Regions from separate parts of the Mus musculus genome. Here all the other regions are linked to region 4. Evidence: chromatin contacts called from public HiChIP or PLAC-seq and promoter capture Hi-C data. All regions are on one chromosome and are shown on one strand. Each heading gives the region's core, a stretch centred on a gene start, on an enhancer-like site or on the middle of the called end of the contact. The rest is flanking DNA. Distances are from core to core; before and after follow the strand shown. Region 1 holds the start of S100a10 (S100 calcium binding protein A10 (calpactin)). Region 2 holds the start of S100a11 (S100 calcium binding protein A11). Region 3 has its middle 16 kb from the start of S100a11. Region 4 holds the start of Them4 (thioesterase superfamily member 4). Region 5 holds the start of Psmb4 (proteasome (prosome, macropain) subunit, beta type 4).

The links. Promoter capture Hi-C pulls out the DNA fragments that hold promoters and counts their contacts. HiChIP or PLAC-seq counts read pairs in DNA pulled down with a chosen protein or histone mark.
Region 1: a promoter capture Hi-C map of pre-B cells shows a contact between it and region 4, with 5 times the contacts expected there. The contact joins the promoter of S100a10 here to the promoter of Them4 in region 4. A contact is called at or near these places in 16 of 39 promoter capture datasets (3T3-L1-derived adipocytes, the C10 cell line, the HPC-7 cell line and 10 more) and 9 of 115 datasets of contacts at active chromatin or transcription factors (acute myeloid leukemia, embryonic stem cells, epiblast stem cells and 5 more).
Region 2: an H3K4me3 HiChIP or PLAC-seq map of stem cell-derived neural progenitor cells shows a contact between it and region 4, with 8 times the contacts expected there. The contact joins the promoter of S100a11 here to the promoter of Them4 in region 4. A contact is called at or near these places in 12 of 39 promoter capture datasets (the 3T3-L1 cell line, 3T3-L1-derived adipocytes, the HPC-7 cell line and 9 more), 2 of 484 Hi-C or Micro-C datasets (CD4 T cells and embryonic stem cells) and 1 of 115 datasets of contacts at active chromatin or transcription factors (stem cell-derived neural progenitor cells).
Region 3: a FOXA1 HiChIP or PLAC-seq map of pancreatic cancer cells shows a contact between it and region 4. The contact joins the enhancer-like site here to the promoter of Them4 in region 4. A contact is called at or near these places in 8 of 39 promoter capture datasets (the 3T3-L1 cell line, 3T3-L1-derived adipocytes, cranial neural crest and 5 more), 3 of 484 Hi-C or Micro-C datasets (CD4 T cells, Th1 cells and embryonic stem cells) and 3 of 115 datasets of contacts at active chromatin or transcription factors (forebrain, pancreatic cancer cells and stem cell-derived neural progenitor cells).
Region 5: an H3K27ac HiChIP or PLAC-seq map of extraembryonic endoderm stem cells shows a contact between it and region 4, with 8 times the contacts expected there. The contact joins the promoter of Psmb4 here to the promoter of Them4 in region 4. A contact is called at or near these places in 2 of 39 promoter capture datasets (hippocampal neurons and pre-B cells) and 1 of 115 datasets of contacts at active chromatin or transcription factors (extraembryonic endoderm stem cells).

The regions. Positions count from the first base shown.
Region 1 is chr3:93,553,587-93,557,116 of GRCm38.p6, reverse strand. S100a10 (S100 calcium binding protein A10 (calpactin)) reads right to left here and starts at 2,000. Exons shown (of 3, transcript NM_009112.2): 1 at 1,906-2,000.
Region 2 is chr3:93,518,543-93,522,204 of GRCm38.p6, reverse strand. It overlaps S100a11 (S100 calcium binding protein A11), which reads right to left and starts at 1,709. Exons shown (of 3, transcript NM_016740.3): 1 at 1,652-1,709.
Region 3 is chr3:93,534,928-93,538,929 of GRCm38.p6, reverse strand. No RefSeq gene overlaps it. Among named protein-coding and RNA genes, the nearest start is that of S100a11, 16 kb to the right of the region's middle. Within about 2 kb of position 1,504, at least 73 of the 459 cell types and tissues checked have an H3K27ac peak or open chromatin away from gene starts, as enhancers often do. A contact at or near this core is called in pancreatic cancer cells, where this site is marked.
Region 4 is chr3:94,307,827-94,311,797 of GRCm38.p6, reverse strand. It overlaps Them4 (thioesterase superfamily member 4), which reads right to left and starts at 1,666. Exons shown (of 6, transcript NM_029431.1): 1 at 1,510-1,666. The coding sequence starts at 1,581. It overlaps Gm36010 (a long non-coding RNA gene), which reads left to right and starts at 1,745. Exons shown (of 4, transcript XR_867460.2): 1 at 1,745-1,926.
Region 5 is chr3:94,885,441-94,889,063 of GRCm38.p6, reverse strand. Psmb4 (proteasome (prosome, macropain) subunit, beta type 4) reads left to right here and starts at 2,106. Exons shown (of 7, transcript NM_008945.3): 1 at 2,106-2,295; 2 at 2,417-2,623; 3 at 2,843-2,989; 4 at 3,323-3,404. The coding sequence starts at 2,156.

The sequences.
Region 1 (3,530 bases), core at 751-3,250, 760 kb after region 4:
GTCCTGAAGAGCTAGACCCTCACACTGCCAAGCCTGTTACTCCCTTTGCTTTTGAGGTGTGATTCCTAAGTTGTGAATCCTGAGAGCCCATCTTTCCCCAGCACTGTGAGCATTAATTTATTTCATAATTCTGAAAGAATCCTATTGTTCTCTTAGCTAGGCTTAAATGAATGGAATGTGTCCAAGGCATATCAAATACTTATGTATTTGCTGGGAGGTGGGGAGACATGACTCCATGACACACTCTCTCTCTCTCTCTCTCTCTCTCTCTCTCTCTCTCTCTCTCCTGTCAGTAGAAAGCAGGGAGGTATCCAGCCTCAGCCCCACCCAGCCCAGGGCCTGACCACATTGGGGTGACTGCTCAGAGGCTGGCCAGAGGCCAGGCATAAGAGGACAACGGCCCATTTGATGTTGTATTTAGGAAAAGCCAGGGAACAGCATCACTCAGAAATTAGGGGAACCCAAATAACTGCTCTATGCCAAGCAGACCAAAAACAAACAAACAAACAAACAAACAAACAAACAACACTACTCTTAGACTGTCAGTGACAGTGCATAGGCAATGGGAGGAGGACTAAGGTAAATGAAATTTCAGGGAGTTATATGAACTCCTCCTTCCTGCTCCAACGTCGGGCATTATCGTTTGCAATTTGCTGAAACACACCGAAGGCAAGCTCTCTGACAGAGAGTTTCTACCTAATTTGAAGTATAACATGCAAAAATCCACTCCTGGAAGCTGAAACTGAAGCTTGGGGAATGGGGGGGGCGGGGGGGAGAGAGACAGACTTGGAATGGTTCTGCCAGTCTAATTACTGCCCTTCCAGGCAGCTCAGACAAGAAACCCCTCCTGCAGGTTGGTGGCCAGTTAGTTGTGACTCATTTCCTCTTGGAAAATGCCCTGGAAGATGGCACAGTTCCTCTTTTCCTTCAGGGAGCGATCTGTTCAAACCATCCACAGAGAATCAGCAACCAGCTAGGCCACACCCAAGGTCTCACAGCTGAGTCACAGGCCACAGATCACTAGGAGAATCCAGGAACCCTTTGTGCTAGCCCCACCCTGCAGAATGTGTCTGGCTTTCCTGGGGTGGGGGGTGGGGGTAGGAAAATGAGGGAGGTGGGTCCTGTGGATTTCAGAATGTGGATCCGGGCTCTGCTGGTCTGTCACATTTCTGTTTTGCTTGCCACCCACTCAGCAATTTCTCCAGAGTCCTCCCAGGCAGGGCTAGGAAAGAGGTCAGTCATTCCTGTTGCCAAGCTCAGGCCGTGAAGCAGGTACGTCCCTCTCACTGCACCACATGAAAATTAATCCCAGACTGAAGATTCTTCACCAAGCCTGCTCTCTCGTTCCATCTCTCTCTGGTTCCCTTTATTTAATCCGAGTAGCTAGAGGAACACTTGGTAGAGAGACAGAAAGTCCTACTTTAAAGATCCTTCCGAAGCAACCTGGAATTTGCACTGAGGCTAAGGCAACAAGCAGAGCAGGGTCCTTCAGAAAGGGAATCCTCCAGCTGCCAAGCCTCCAGTCCTCCCTGGCCAAAGCGGCTCAAACAGCCTGAGCTCTGCCTGTAGCCTGAAGCTTCATGGAACTGCCAACTAGGACAGAGCGCAAGCAGGTTCTGCTAAACTCCAGTTAACTCTAAGACTAGTTGCAAAGTAGAAAAGATGAGAATGAAGAACCACATGCCGAAAAGGAGAACAGAACAGCGGCTCCAACGCCAGGATGGGGTAGCTCCAGACAAGACTGGCCTCCGCCCCAGCGAGTCTGGGGGCATCCGAAGCAGTGTGCGAGCTGGAGGGGTGGCCCCACCCAGGCTCGCGGGGCGCGGCTCCTCGCGAAGCCTGGCTGGAGGCCGAAGCAAGCGGGTGTGGGGTTCCCAGAGGGCAGATATTAGGTGCGGGACTCACCTGGGCCCCGAAGCGCAGCAGTCCTTGGAAGAGCTGGGCACACCACGATGAGGCTAGTGCCGAAGACCGCGCGTCTTTGTACGCGAGGCGGGTACAGAGGGCGGAGGCGCCCCGGAGCGGGAGGAGCCTGGAGGGCAGGCATCTGCCCTCCCCACCCATCCCTCCCTTCCTGCCCCCCACCCCGCCCCACCAGCGCTCTCTCTCTCTCTCTCTCTCTCTCTCTCTCTCTCTCTCTCTCTCTCTCTCTCTCTCTCTCTCTCTCCTTCTCTCTCCAAAACACAAGGCAACACACACGCACACACACACCCTTCCCACTCTGCCAACAGACTAACTTTGCCCGTCCCCAGGGACAGCCCTATTGTAAACGTCCCTGCGGAAGAATGCTCTTAGTATTTCAGGGCATTCTCATCCAGGGCCGTGCCCTTCCTCTCAGGTTTGATTTTAGAAAGTGGGTGAGTGTAGAAATAAGAATCCAGCCGTCTCGGGAGGCACAATGGCCAGAACCAGAGCCAAGAGCCTCTGCGAGAACCTGCAGGGTTAGGAATAATTTCCTAGATAAGCAGGAGGAACGCTTCTACACCTAGCTTGCTCTAGGACCTGGTCTTGGGGTCGCCTGTGTTGAGTGCAGAAGCAAGGCCCCTGGGCTTCAGCCTAGCCTTGCCACCACTGAGTGGTGAGGATCAGGGCGTGTCCTAGTGCTTGTCAGCTTCAGGAGCTTCTTTGTTACAGGGTTCACCTTTCCTGGTACAGTTTGTGATTTTGCTTGGTCGATAGTTTCAGCTGTGGCCAATATTACTAAGATCTGTTTCGGAGCCCCCTTCTTGACTCTACTTGGCTCTAAAAAGCTCTTTGGAAGAAACTTCTGGAAGATATTTAGAGACGACTGAAGTGTATCCTAACTGACAACCACACCCTTCCCTGATACTTAACATTATTTGTGGTTTGGGATTAAATGCAGTTATTGGTGACACAGCCCAGTCCCTAGCACTGGGGTTTCCCCTGTTCCCAGGGGAAGTCCTAGAAAGGATGAGAGATTCCAAAGGGATAAACAGAATTAGGGAATTCTCTATGCGCCACCACGTGACAGTCTCGGCAGAGGTCAGGAAAATCCAACTTGGATCAGCTCTGTTTTCTCCAGGGTCTCTGAAACCTCAGTTCTGGCTCTTCAAAAGCAGTTTTTCCTTCCAAATCTTCCCACAGGCCTCCCCAGGTCGTCGCAGCTGTGGAGGAAATCTCAGGGAAAATGTGATCGAATTTAGAATACTCCTACTCACTGGTTTTCTGGGGCATGAGCCTTAGAATGTTTAGTTTGTGCTAGAGCCTGTTGATTCAGAGATGGGGAATCAGTTTCTTCTTTCAAAGAGCGCCGAGGTTTCTGAAGATATTGTAAACAATTCCCTATGGTTGATGAGCAGTACAAGAATGTTGGACAGGGGCTTCTAAGGCCCCATAGTGGGGCAACAGTCTGATTCACAGAGGAAGCAACATTTGATAAGAACTCAACAATTAATCATTGTGATTCTTTAATCTGAAAATCTATTATAACCTTTTGGGCAGGTATAGAGGTATAGAGGTGTCGGAGTGCTTTTTAAAAAGTTATTGTGTGTCTGTGCATGTGCCTCCAT
Region 2 (3,662 bases), core at 460-2,959, 790 kb after region 4:
TATTGGTAAGTTAGGGGGGGGGGGGGGGGGAAACACCAAACACCACAGCCTAGAAACAAGTGTTTACACAACATGCTCTTCCTATCAGAACTAAAATCTAGCTGCCTTATTAGTGTGTCACATGATAGCAGGAGAGTTGGCACGGAGGACTCGCTAGACTGGGGAGGAGGTTCCAGGCCTATAGATGCTCCTTTCTTCTTTCCCTTAGAACAGAGGGCTCAGATGGGAAGGTTTTGCCCATGTGGAGCAGCGGCTGAAAGAGAGGGCACGGCCCACACCATCGCCCTTTTGCATGATGGGAACAGTGACAGCAAGGAAAACCCCACTGTGAAAGGACGCAGTGAGATCCTTTTAAAACGCAACCTAAACACCCAACGTTCCAGGGAAGCTTCCCCTTGACAGAAATATGTGAAAAAGAGGGAACCACACCAACTATCTCTTTCTCAACCAGCACCAAAGCTCTTCCTTCAAGTGTTCAGGGTCTCATCTATCTCCTTTCACCTCATAACCTGTTGGTGCTGGGCCCTAGGTACCCTGTGTGATGAAAAGGGGAAGAAGGAAACAATAAGTAGGAAGTGATGAAAGACTGACACACCAAAGCAGGGGTCCGCAAGCTTTCTGTTGCTGTTATTTGCAATAAAGGGACAGCTGTGGATATTTTTTAGCTCTTTATGCTCCATAAGATCTTATCACTCTTGCCATAGTCAGGCAGCAAGGGTGAGGATACATAAAGCAAAAGGGTGTGGCGGTGCCTGTAAACTCTATACATTTGATTTTCATGCCATTCTCATGCATTACAAGGGATTCTTTTCCTTTTGAATGTCTTCCAACCATTTAAAAACATAAAAATCTATAATTAGTTTGGGACTAGGGCAAAAACGCACTTGGGCCTCTCTCCAACATTTGCTGATCCTCTTTGAAGAGTCAAAGGAAGGGGTAGATTTTGGAGGGGATGTGAATTACTGGAAACATTTTTTAAAGAAACGAGGGGAACTGAAGTAGCAGGTAGGAGACAGGCAGGTGATGTAGGGAGTGGCTAAAAAGATGGCTGGGAGTGGAGTAAGGGGGAGAGGAAAAGAGCGAGCTGGGAGGGACTGGCCTCCTCCCACATTCCTGTCTGTGGTTCCAATGGCTGCAACAGGCTCCGGTTTCTCATCTGTATGTCTTGGCTGTTTGCCTGCGGTTTCCCCGCAGCTGAGTCCCCCAGAATTCAGGAAGGCTACGTTCTGAACCGCTTTCTTTCTAGTCTTCATGAACGCCTAGCGACGCTGCCCCAAGTTCTCACTGAGTCTGCAGCTCTCTGGCGGCCGCCACTGGTTGGGTTCAGGGGCTCACGGCCCCAGGGAGTCTAGCGGCCGCACCCAGCCCGGGCTCAGGCCAGTTAGGCAGCCGCACCCAGCCTAGAACTTATTTTGCCCGGGAGAACAAAAGACCGCCGTTTCTCCCCACAGGCTGTTATTAGGGTGTAATTTTAGGGCTTCCTCGTGCCCTCCACTCTTCTCTAATTGCCTCCCACAGTTTCATCTTCCCGATCCATTTTCTGCCACGTCCACACGTTAGTCCAAGATACACCCAGCCAAGAGCATGCGTAGCTCTTTGTTGTTTTCATTAAAAAGAAAAAAATCTAAAAAGTTCAAAAACTTATGCTTACCAAGTTGAGGAGCGAGGTCCGGCTGCGACTGTGGCTGACGGTGGCTGGGACAGGAGTGGCGGTCGGGGTCCGGGTCCCGCCCCTCAGCCTGACTCAGGCTGTGCCCGCCCCGGCCCCCGCCCCTCCGCAGGCCTCGGCCTGTCCCCATGTCGGTGCTCTAGACTCAGCTCACTGGTTGTAGTCCCTGTGACTCAACAGGTCTCTGTTCCTCTCTCCCTGGAATCTCAAAGATTTTTGGCTTTAGGGGAAGTCATGCCCCTAGCTCTTTTTCTATGCACGTGTCCATTTGCAGTTCAGGTCAGATAAGCAGAAAGAATGTGAGTCGTGCTCATCAAGTAGGTCCCTAGGAGCTGGGGCTGTCCTGCTACACTGAAGAAATTTAATAAACAGTTGTGATTTTTTAAATTTTTCTGACACGTGGTATTCCTGAGTAGCTAAAGCTGACTTTGATTCTCTATGTAGCACAGGCTAGCCTCAAACTTAGGACCCTCCTACCCCCGCATCCCAAGTGCTGGATTATAGGTGTGCACCATCTGGCCTACCTAAGGGCAGTGATTATTGCCAACAGAATATTGGTGATTATTGTCTAGAGATAATTTTCACCCTGCTTTCAAGTTTTAAAATGACAGTTAAGAAAACTCTTGCAGCTAAACATCTCCCTGTGCAAGTGCGGCATTTTCCTGTCTGTGTTTCAATAAAGTTGGGAATTGTATGACAAACTTCCAGCTTCTAATCCTTGGTCCACAACATCACTGCAGCACTTTTGGCAAGTACTGGCCCCTCTGAGCTTCCATTTTCCCATCTATAAACAAGCCATGCTGCCTTCACCACTTAGTAAAGGCACGTAGAATGTCTATCACATAGAGTGATGCCCTTAAGGAGACACCCCCCGCCCCAAAAAAAAGAACAACTTGCAGAGTAGATGTGAATAGGGCATTGTGTGAATGCTTCCTGGTTTCTGCTCCCCCAATTTCACCAGTCACAGTTCCTGTCTCTTGTTTAGGAACCCTTGAAGTCAGACATGGTGGCCCTTGCCTATAATCTCAGCATGTGCAAGGCTGAAGAGGGAAGACTACTGCAAGTTCAAGGCCAGCCTGTGGCCTACCTAGTGAATTCCAGAACGGCTTGGGTTACAGAGTAGGATTTTGTCTCATAAGAAAATTAGAATCCAAACCAAAACAAACACTCTTGTGTTTCCAACAATAATTCAAAAAATAATTAGATCCACCCTCTTTCCATTTCTGCCGATGATGTGACCATTTTCCCATTTTCCTTATTTGAAAACATTAGCACCATGTTTTTAAAAAAATTACTTTCTTACACGATTTTCTAAAATCATGGCCCTTGGAATTTCAGCTTACTGTGTGCTTGGACCCACCTGTCCTTCTTCCACACCTGCACTGATAGAGTTTACATCCCCACTCCCTTTTTCCATTGATTTTGCAACTGGGCCCTTGCCCTCCAATAAAAACATATTTAATCAATAAAAACACATTTTCCCAATGTGCAATTTTGATTGATTAACTGCTTACTTTAGAACAAAACACACAATAAAAGAAACAAAGTAACTTACTAATACTTTTATACCAAACCAAACTGCTGGGGACAGAAAGATGGCTCAGAGGGTAAGGGTGCATCCTCCAAGCCTGTTAACCTGGATTTGATCCCTGGAACCCAAATAGTAAAAAAAGAGAACCAATTTCTACATGCTGACCTTAAACCTCCACATGTGTGTTATGGTGAGTGCCCCCCTAATAATTAATAGCAAAATAAATATTTTTTAAAACCCAAATTTCTTGGCCTCTTTGTGTCCCTGAATAACCTGTTCAGCCTTAATGAATAAGCTAAAATATCAACTATTCCTTTGATTGCATTTGAGAACCTACTAATTGCCAAGCATTGTTCTGGGATCTGCAAATATAAACACTAGTGTGCTACAGTGCCTGCCTTTGAGAACCTCCATGAACAGATGTCACACAGATGTTACTGGGGCATTGTAGATGGCACTAGG
Region 3 (4,002 bases), core at 255-2,754, 770 kb after region 4:
ATTCTGAGCTGGGAAATTCCTGGGAACAGTCCTGACCAAAGTCCATCTCTTGGTCTATATTTAATATTTAATATAGCTTACTTTAAGTTTGGCCCAAAATGGTAGGTTTGGTTTTTCTGCAATGAATCTCAGGATTAACACTAGATCCTGGCTTCTCCAAACAGGCAGCTGAGCATTCACAACTGCTCACAGCTGCCTCACAGCTGACGGAAACGCAGTATCTCAGGCCTCACCTAGACTCAAGAGATCTGAAAGGACATGTCAGTAAGCTCTGATGTGTTCCACAAACTGTCATGCTGAAAGAATTTAGAGCAGAGGCATTGCTGTCTGATGAGTTAGGAAAAAGGCTCTTAAAGGAAAAAAGGAAAAAGACAAAACCAAGCTCACATAGTAGAAAATGTGGGATTGCAGCAAACAGAACAAGGAAGAAGAGATTATTGGTTAAAGTCAGGTTAACCTGACTCACATTAACCTGACCTTGTTCCTTATTTAGCTGTGAGACCTGGGGAAAGTCCTAAATTCTAGTGCCTCTGTTTCCCCATTTGTAAGCAGGTATTAGTGCTGGAGTCTTTAGGATTTTTTTAAGAGGAGTAACAGAAAATGTATAGAAAGTTCCTCGATGGCACTATGAATGATCAGTAAGTTATTATCTATGGTCATTATCACCATTAATATCAACAGGAAACATGCGACAGAGCCTGGTGAGCCAGATTACACTTTTATATTTTTGTAGAAATCTTTATGATTAAAATAAAAGGGGACAGGAGATTTAAAAACAACAAGTCTGGGGAGATGCATAGGGGACTGTGTTTGATTGGCTCACAACCATCTGTTACACCAGTTCTAGGGGATTGGATGCCCTCTTCCAACATGTGTAGGTGCTCACTACATGCACACAATGTGCAGACATACATTCAAGCAAAATACCAATGTACATAAAAATAATAAAAATTAAAAAAATAAAAAAGACAATAAATTGTGTCTATTTTATCTCTGTTTTCCAGTTAAGGAATGAAGATGGGACTCAGAACTTGTCCACTTCTCCCTATGTTTTTTTTTTCTTAATAATCCTGTGTTCACTTCCTGTCAACTGGTTGCTTGCTCTGCCTCTTGACCTATAGTTGACTTTATTTAATTCTGTTTACAATATTCAAGCGGAAAGATCTTGAATTAAAGGTAGGTGCTAAGGTTGAGCCACACCACAACTAAAAACATTTTTGTTCCCAGTAAATAACACAATCTCAAGGTTCACACAGTGATCAAATATCTTGCAAGAGCAGCATTCTGTGAGAGGAGGAGGGAGCACTGGTCACTTTACAGACCCCCCCACACACACACACACACACACAGTTCACACTGGATCTCTTCCTCAGCTGAGAATTAATCTCTTCGTGGACTTGCATCATTCCTTTCTGTTTGTTTTTCTGCATTCCTACTAGAAACTATGGTGACTTCTGGGTGATGTGTCATGACAGCACTGAAGCTAAGCTGCTGGGCAATAGGCAGTGACTCTGCACAGAGACATTGCTTAGCTTTGGTTTCATTCCCAACTGAGGAGGAGGTACAGGCTTATTTCTCCCCCTGCTGGCTGTGTTCCCAGGCCACTGAGGTCATTCAGATAGCCATTCCCAGCTAATCATGCAGACTTGCCTCTCCCTCCCAACATTCCTTCTTGACTGTGGCCATCTAGGAATGTCCTTAGTGGTTATAGGGAGAGGCTTATAAGATTAAGAAGAGTCAGAATCAAAGTATGCGTTGTCATAGTTACTACTTAGGTGTGGTCCAACCATCATCTCTCTCACCAAGTTACTAGATAGTACAATAAGGTCTTTGTGAGGTGGGCAGGTATGATAAATCACTCAGGTCTTCCCGGGCTCAGTGGGGAGGTAAAAGTCTATTCCTTATCACTGGGACTGGGCCATGAACTGGTGATGGAACACTCAGTTCAGGAGCCTTTATCTATTTGCCTAATGATTTAATTTATAGTATCTTTATTTAGTTCATTTTTTCTTCATATGTTCATGTTTTTATATTCTATACATTTGGGGGTTTCGTTGATTTACTTATTGAGCTTAGTTGAGCTTTTGACCACATATATGCTAAAGACCTTTCAGATTGGCCTCTTTTGTTCTGGTGAGGGTATCCTCTTTGGCAGATTGGCAAGGTGGCGTTGAAGTTTATAGAGTTCACTACTGTGCACAACTGCTGCCTTTTCTCCTTCATGTACCTACCTAACATAATGGGGCATTCTTTATCTTCCCAATTTCATTCTAGATAGAAGTCCCACCATCAATGTCTGCATCTTAACCATGACTTTGCTTGAACTTGGTGTGATGGTTTCTTGGATATGACATCAAAACAATAACATAAAATATTAAATCTATTAGACTTTTTCAATAGTAAACACTTTTGTGCATCAAAGAACACTATTTAGCTAGGCATGGAGCTACACTTCTCATCCCAGCACTAGGGAGGATGAGGCAGATGGACCACATATTCAAGACCAACCTAATCTGCACTATCTCAAAACAACAGCAGCAGCAACCAATTCTCTTGCTGTGGCAAGAGTAGAGTAATAGGAACCTAGGCACAGAGCAAGATTCCATAGATCCTTTTAAGAAAATTACAGACAAGCATGGGGAAAATTGTCAGTTTCAATTAGGTCAAGATGAAGAGAAAAGAGGCATAGGAGAAGATCCTGCCAACCACAGATAGGACTGAGCAAGTAAAGTGGAATGGAATATCCTAAAATCCTAGGCTAGAAATCTCCCACCCCCTCATCTCCAATGAACTTAAGCCTTAAACTTCATTGTGAACACAGTAAAACATACCCTGTGGCCAAAAGAAAAGAAGAGGAGGAGGAGGAAGAGGAAGAAAAAGAGGAGAAGGAGTGAAAAGGCAACCCCATAAAATAGGGGAAAACACTTGCAAATCATGTATTTTAAAAGTCTAATATCCTAGTATGCAAATTAACACATGAAACTTTTTTTGATGCCAAAAAATAACTTTGGGTGTGCATTTCTCAATTACAACAAAAGCTTAATTTTAAAAGGGTAGATATTAGAGTCATATCTCAGTGGCAAATTCCTTTCCTAGCACATGTGAGGCCCTAAGTTCATCCTTTGAACCCAAAGTAAAGAAGGGACTCAAGAAGACATTTTCCAAAGAAGATATGCAAACAGGCAATAAGGGTGTGAAGATGCCCACATCTTAAACATCAGAGAACGGCAGACTAAAACTAAAATGAGGTCATGCTCATTATTTGAATACAAAAAGAAGCAGAAGTTGATAAGGATATGAAAAATTGTAGTGCTTGTACATCGTTGATTGTAGTGTCAAACAGTGTAAACACAAAGAAAGATGGTTATGTATACCAGTTGCTTTTTGTTACTATGATAAAATATCATGAATAAAAGCAACATATAGACAAAAGATTTTGGCTTGTGGTTCCAGAAAGTAAGACTCTATCACAGCTGGGAGGCATGGCAGCAGGAGCAGAAAGCTGAGACATTACATCTCCCCAGTGAAAGACTTCCTCCAGCAAGCCTGCATTTTCTCAGTTCTATAACCTCCCAAACATTGCCACCAACAGGGAACCAAATGAAATACAGGACTATTAAGTATGTTTTTCAATTAAATTACCATATACCAATCCATGGTCCTAATAGGATCATGCCCTTATCATAATGCAAATTACATTCGGTCCAAATTTCCAAGTCTCCTTATTTAGTAATTTTAATATCATTTTAAAAGTAAAAATGGGGGCTGGAGAGATGGCTCAGCAGTTAAGAGCACTTCTGAAGGTCCTGAGTTCAAATCCCAGCAACCACATGGTGGCTCACAACCATCCGTAATGAGATCTGATGCTCTCTTCTGGGGTGTCTGAAGACAGCTACAGTGTATTTATATATAATTAATAAATAAATCTTTTAAAAATTACTATATAAAAGTAAAAATGGCTATCTTTCTGAAAGCAATCTACAGATTCAATGCAATCCCCAT
Region 4 (3,971 bases), core at 417-2,916:
GTGCAGATGGCAGAGAATGGGAGTGAAGCTACTAATTTCAGTTGGAGCCATGCCGAGCTACCTTCTGGACACCACAGTGTTGTGGGAAATAAAAGAAACTCAACTTTCAGTTCAAAGAGGCGAGGTCTAAGCGCTACTTGTGGTGAATGCACTTGTAAATTCATAGCACAGGCTATGAATAAAGGACAAGTTGTAGGGATAATCATTACCCTTTGTTCTCAGCAGGGGAAAGGTCATGCTTGATCTTTAGTTATACATTTATGGAAGTTGGACTTGTACTTGTAAAATAAGTTATGACTTTTTCTGCCTCCTTTTAAGATACGTTACTAAATCAAAAGCAGCATGATGAAAAAAAAAAAAAGGCCTGCAAATACTAATGCTGTAATGTTCTCAGCTCAGCACAGACTGCCAGGCTCCAACATGTAATTAAACTAATTCATATTTGTTGTTGTAAGACTAGCACGAATCATTTTCTTTTCTAATCGGCAAGATGGTACCTGGCTGATGTCAATACATCAACATTCATCATTATTTTAAAATTGTGTGTGTGTGTCTATCACCCAGGGCCTCCAGCCCTCTTATTGTCTAGCAGGAAGCTGCAATAGCTTGAGAGAGATGCCACTCCCCTAATAATCAAAGTTCTTTTTCATTTCTCAATACAGAGCTGTTCCCTGTCAGCTGTCGTTCTTTATTACAACACATTGTATACAAACATTTGATTTGGCAAACTGATCCCATTCTCCCAAATTAAACCCGTAAATTTCTTGGGCGGAACGTTTTTTCCCCTTAGCTAACTATAATACGACCTATCGTCAGTGGCCAATCACACCTGACATATATGATAGTCTTTAAACTAACAGGCTCCCATTAGACAGTTTGGGCTAACTCTATCGAGCCAGTCCAAGAGCAATTTCTTTGATAGAGACAGTTCTTACTGTCGATATACATTTTCAGTACACACGGACACACACGCGGGCGTGAGTTGGAGCTCAACAAGTATTGACTACATCAATAGAACAAAGGCAGGGATAAAAATATGGACAGGCAACATTTAAGATTTACATTCCAGGTATGCTAAATGCTTCCCTTGCATTATCTCATTTAGTCTCATAACATCCTCTAAGATGATGAAAACGGGCTAGAGAGGGAGTAATTATCTGACAATCAGAAGTCTACTTCTTCCTGAATTGGTTATAACGAATCAGAGTCTATCAGGATTAGATCCCTGCTAAGGATAAATGGTCTTCTCCAGGGGTCAATAATGGCTCTTTCACAGTTTTCTGGGTGACCTTGCTTATCCTTTCTTATTATCTCAGTCTTAGTAGTGGCGATCCCATCCCTGCAGACCTAGTTCAACCTTGAGTCACTTTCCCTTCCGGCTCCTCCCGATTCGAATCTCAGGGCAGAAGAGCCCAAGAGCCCCGTCACAGCCAGGGGCAGGTGTTAGCTTAGTCTCGGTCGTGCTGTCTCCCCTTCTCGCCCCACGAAAGCAAGCGTCCCGGGACTCACCCTAGCTGCTCCTGGCCGCCTCGCAGGCGTGGCCCCAAGAGTGCGCAGGCGCATAGCGCAGTTTCTCAGCATTGCTCAAGCCGAGGGCAGGACGCTGCTCTCTGCTCTGTTCCAGAAAGAGCCACACTATCCACACGCCGACTCTGGGCTATTAACTGTGGAGGCGGGCGGGTGGAGGGCGGAGCCGCGCGCCGCCCACAGTGCTGGCGCCTCTCCGAATCCGGGCGGACCGAATCCTCTACACCCGCTTTTGGTTCCGGGAGATTTTGCGTCCGGCTCTCAGCCACGGTTACTGCACTGGCGCAGCGAGACAGCCTAGTTTAGTTCCTTGTTCACAGGCAGTTTAACGCTCCAGCCAGCGAAAGACTCATCATCTCGGCCGAACAGGAGCACACACAAGGAGTGGATAACCACTAGGTGCGGGTTGATGGTGTTGGTCTTCTGGGTGTAGAACACGTGCACATACATTTAAAACTCTGTCAGTCTCTACTATTTAACAGGTACACTCTTCAGGTGCCCCTTCTCTCCGCACGCGCGCATATGTGTCTGTGTACTGAAAATGTATATCAACTTTTACTCTAGTAAGAACCGTCTCTATCAAAGAAATTGCTCTTGGTCTGGCTCGATAGAGTTAGCCCAAACTGTCTAATGGGAGCCTGTTAGTTTAAAGACTATCCGTTGATTCACTGATTTGTTCTTTCTGTGCTGGGAACAGAAGAATCTCAGTGTCCCACAAAGGAATACAGAAGCAAAGCAATTATTTTTGTCAAAGGGTGCACCAAGATCCAACTACAGTTAGCAAGCACACAGGGGACAGGTGGTGACTGCCCCACGCTCCCCTGACCCCAATTGCCCGGCGTTTGTTGTGATTGACTAGTTTTAAAATGATAATTACAAAGGAAATGAAAAACTAATAGAAGGAGTTGTGGATAGTCTAATATTTGGATAGTGGTGTCATAAAGCATTTAATTCTAGCACTTAGGGGCAGAGGTGGGTGGTTCAAACCAGCTAAGACAACATAATGATACCTTATCTCAAAAACCTAACCAAACCAAACAACAAAAAGCAAAACAAAAACAAAGAAAGGAAGAGAAATCTGCATTGAGTTGGAGATATGGTTCGTAAGTTTAAAAGCAATGGTTAGAATCTGAGCGCCCACATGGCAGCTCACAGCTGTTTGCAATTCCAGTTCCAGGGGATTGGATACCCTCTCTTTCTTTTGGTTTCTGTGGGCACCAGGCATGCATGTGGTGCACAGACAAAACACCCATATAAATAAAGTCAAATAACAATAATAATAGTTGTTCTCTACTCTGTTTCACAGTGAGTCTTATATGCCTTCAAGTTCTTCTGTCTTTTACCTAAGACACCCTTTTTTTGTTTGTTTTTTGTTTTTTGTGTTTTGTTTTTCGAGGCAGGGTTTTTCTATGTAGCTCTGGCTGTCCTGAAACTCACTCTGTAGACCAGACTGGCCTCGAACTCAGAAATTCAACTGCCTCTGCCTCCCAAGTGCTGGGATTAAAGGCGTGTGCCACCACGCCTGGCCAAGACACCCATTTTTATCTGAAAGCTTTCTCTTTTGTTGGAGGCTAGAGCTAGAGGTGCCTGACATGAAGGAATAGAGTTGGTTACATACCACAATTCTAGACAACAGCGAGAGTACAATAGGAAAGGGATTAGGGACTTTATTTTTGAGTTTCTAAGGTCAGAAAGACAGTGGTCTAATGACATCCTGAGAACTGCCTCCAGGGGCTAGGGATAGCTGCAAGATTGTACAGGGTAAGAACCAAATTGTGGTTGGGGTAGGTATGTAAGTTGTTAGCCCAGAAACTTGTAGCAATTTTAGGATCTGGTCGGGTGGCTCCTTGTCTTAGATTTCATCTTTCAAGGTCCCGATTGCAATTGGGAAATCATTAGCTCTGTGAGTTAATTCCAGTTCCCATTATAGGGTGCAAGCCTTCAGGGCTCACTGTTTCTGGAATTTGAGATATCCTAGGAAGTAGAAATAACAGAGAGAATGAATAAGTTAGAGGAACAAAATGGAGATCGGGCAGTGATTTGAGAAGCAGATGGAAGAAGATGGAAGCTGTTGATGTGTATGGCAGGTTTACTTAAAATCTTCGAAGTCAGACAGGAGGATCAGGAGTCCAATGTCATTCTCAGCCACTGTTGAATTTGAGGCCATTCTGAGATACATGAGACTGTGTGCATGTGTGTGTTTATCATCCTTTTATCATCATTAGTATCATACTAATACTTGTAGCACAAAGTCTTCCAACTTACTCTCTTCAGACCCAATAATCAAAAAATTTTATATCTGCATATGTATATCTTGCCACCAAGCCTGATGACCTGAGTCCAATTCCCATGATCTACATGGTAAAATAAGAGAAGGGACTCCTTCAATTTGTTGTCTGACCTCCAAACATATTCTGAACATGTATGCAGTAATGTGTGCATAC
Region 5 (3,623 bases), core at 857-3,356, 580 kb before region 4:
CATCTGTAGGCCATCCTGAACTAGACTCTCTTCCTAGGTGACTCTAGATCGTGTCAAATTGACGAGTGAAAGAGTCCATCATGACAGTATAGGGAGGTCTAGGCTGGGCTGTGTAGAGAGCCTTGTAAGTGAGTCTGTAGAAAATACCCAACATAGAATGGTGACTCAAAAACAAACAAGGGCTGGAGGGATGACTCAGTGATTAAGACCATTTGCTGCTCTTGCAAATTGCTGATTTGATTCCAGCATTTGGTGGCTTACAACCACCTGTAGCTACAATTCCAGAGGAAACAGCACCCTCTTCTGGCTTTGAAAGACACCACACACATGTCCTGAACACCTGCAGGCAAAACACCCATCATACAAAACATTTTGAGAAGCAATGATGGTAGTTACTATTATTTTAGTATATGTATGGATGCAGCATGTGAGTGGCTGGTGCCCACACTGCAATATGATGTCAGACCCTATAGAACTAGAGTTACAGATGGTTACTAGCCACCAAGTAGGTTCTGTAAATCAAATCTGGGTCCTCAGGAAGAACAGCTATCTCTCCAGCCCCAAATAAACAAATCTTTTTTTTTTTTTTAAGAGCCACAGGGACATGTTCAAATAGATGGTAAACAGGGCTGGAGAGATGGCTCAGTGGCTAAGAGCACTGACTGCTTTTCCAGAGGTCCTGAGTTCAATTCCCAGCAACCACATGGTGGCTCACAACCATCTGTAATGGGATCCGATGCCCTCTTCTGGTGTGTATGAAGACAGCTACAATGTACTCATATAATAAATAAATAAATCTTTTTTAAAAAAGGATTGTATACACTAGAGTCTCTGAAGGAAATACAAGAGAATATTAGGCAAAATTAATATTCAGACAAATAATGTCTGGATTATATAGGAAAGAGCCTCTGTGGGGAGGGGAATCCTGGCCCCTGGGCTGGAAAAGTTCAGAGTAAAGGGTGGGTTGTGCCAGGTAGGGACTGAGGGATGCTGGGAGAACCTGGAGGCTATGTCGACTTGAATATGTTAAATATGCACCTCAGCCAATTGTTCTGGGTCAGAACTTCAACATCAATATTCTCTCATATGTGGAATCTAGGTGTGTTTGTATGTGTGTATTAGGTCAGGAAAGTAGAAAGGTGCTCATAAGGAAAAGGCTCTTTAGGGACCCGGGTGAAGGATTAGAAGGTAATAGAACACGTGTCAGTGGAAGCACGAAGGGTCTTCTTAGACAGGGAGGAGGAAGCAGGAAGACAGGGAAGGCACTGAGATGGGCACCAGTGAGGGTAGAGTAAAACGACATCTAGGATGAAAAGGCTGTAATGAAACCTATTGTTTTGTATGCTATCTTGAGGGGGCAGGGGAATTCCTCCACTGCCTCTAGTTCACTGTGGATTCTTTTTTCTTTTAATACAAGATCTCTCAGTAGTTCAGGTTGTCCTGGACTCTGAGTGTAGTCCAGAATGGTCTTGTACTGGAGGCATTCCTTCTGTTCCAGCCTTCTGAATACTAAGATTTTTCTCTTTCTCCCTCTTCTCTCCCCCCCACCCCCCCTTGTTCACCACATAAGTGCCTGGTGCCCTCAGGGCTAGAAGAGGAGTTACAGGTGATTGTCAGCCACCCCGTGGGTGCTTAGATTCGAACCCCAGTGCTATAAACGTGGGCCATCTCTCCCCTTGGTTTGTATCTTTTCTACCTTTTATTGACTGTAACGGGGTAAACCACTGTATCTTATGCTTCGGCTTCTTATCTATCAAATAAGTTGATAATGCCTGCTCTATTGGCCGGCTCTGAGAAGTAAAACAGTAAGAGAGCTTGGGTCCAGTGATTCTTCAAGCCTTGTTTTTGATATTGATCCAAAAAGCACATGGTAACAGGTCCTGGTGCTTGTCCCACACGGCCTGCTCCTCCTGAATTGTCAGAATACTGGGATCTAGGCATCCCTACTGCAGTGGGATACGGGGATGCGGCCTTGTGCATTTCTGTCAGTCTTGGCGGCTACTCTGGACCAGGACTCCTCAAACGGCTTTATAAATACAGAGCCGGAGTCCTGACCCATGGAAGAGGCAGGCAGGAAGAAGAGAGGCGTGGCAAAGGACCACTTCCGTTTCCGGTGACGCTAGCGCTTTCATTTCTGTCGGCTGAGGTGACTAAGATGGAAGCGTTTTGGGAGTCACGGGCTGGCCACTGGGCCGGGGGTCCGGCTCCAGGGCAGTTTTACCGCATCCCGGCCACCCCCAGCGGCCTCATGGACCCGGCGTCGGCGCCCTGCGAGGGTCCCATCACTCGGACCCAGTGAGTCGCGCTCTCACCGCGCCGGGAATGGGCGGCGGGCCGGGATGCGGGGACCTCTGATGCGCGGGCGCCAGCAATCGGGGCTCCGGCCTCGCGCTCAGGGACCCTTTTCACGATTCAGGAACCCCATGGTGACCGGGACATCGGTACTCGGGGTGAAGTTCGACGGCGGAGTGGTGATTGCTGCAGACATGCTGGGCTCCTACGGCTCCCTGGCTCGTTTCCGCAATATCTCTCGTATTATGCGAGTCAACGACAGCACTATGCTGGGTGCCTCGGGAGACTACGCTGATTTCCAGTATTTGAAACAAGTTCTCGGCCAGATGGTGTAAGTCGCCTCCAAGTGGAGCGGACAGCCTTCCGTTTATTATTCCTGTAGGCGGGATGGAGGGACTTGAGACTTTGGGTAATTGTTGAGACATTTGTGAATGTTTGGAATACTTTTTGGTATTGGGGGGGGTGGTCTTGGATTGTAGAATTGTGTGTAGAACAGGGAGTGGGATGGGGAGCCTGACCTGTTATCATTGCTTTCTCAATTGTATTTAAGGATTGATGAAGAGCTGTTGGGAGATGGACACAGCTATAGCCCTAGAGCTATTCATTCATGGTTGACAAGAGCCATGTACAGCCGCCGCTCCAAGATGAATCCCCTGTGGAACACCATGGTCATTGGAGGCTATGCTGACGGAGAAAGGTATTTGATAACTTCCTTGACCGCCTAACCTAGCACCTATGTAGTGTCTCTTCAGTCTTTAAACAGAATGGTTCTTTACACTTCTTTTGGTATTTGTGCTTGTGTAGTACTGTGTGTGTGTTTGTGTGTGCATGCATCTTCTGCATTGTGGATTCTAGAGATCAAACTTGGGTCATCGGGCATGCTGGCAAGTGCCCTCACCACCGAGCTATCCTGCTTCCCCACCCTCAGGCACTTTGACCCCAGAGAATTTCCATCTTTTAATTCAGACCTAATGGACACAGCTAAGAAATGGAAGATTAGATCAGTTCTTTGATGTGTTTGTCCCTCTAGCTTCCTCGGTTATGTGGACATGCTTGGTGTAGCTTATGAAGCCCCTTCACTGGCCACTGGTTATGGTGCATACTTGGCTCAGGTAAGTAGTGGGCCTAGCGATGGGGAGAAGAGAAATAGAAATGAGAAGGCAATGTTAATCTCTTTCCCTTGGAATTTTGATAAGAGAGGCTGGAATCCTAACGTTGGGCAGCTGGTTTTCTTTGTCTAAGGAGAATACGTTTACATTAACTTCCAGTGACAAGAAACAGCCTTGGAATGGAAACAGTGGCAGCCCTAGGCTTCCCCACTTTTAAGAGAG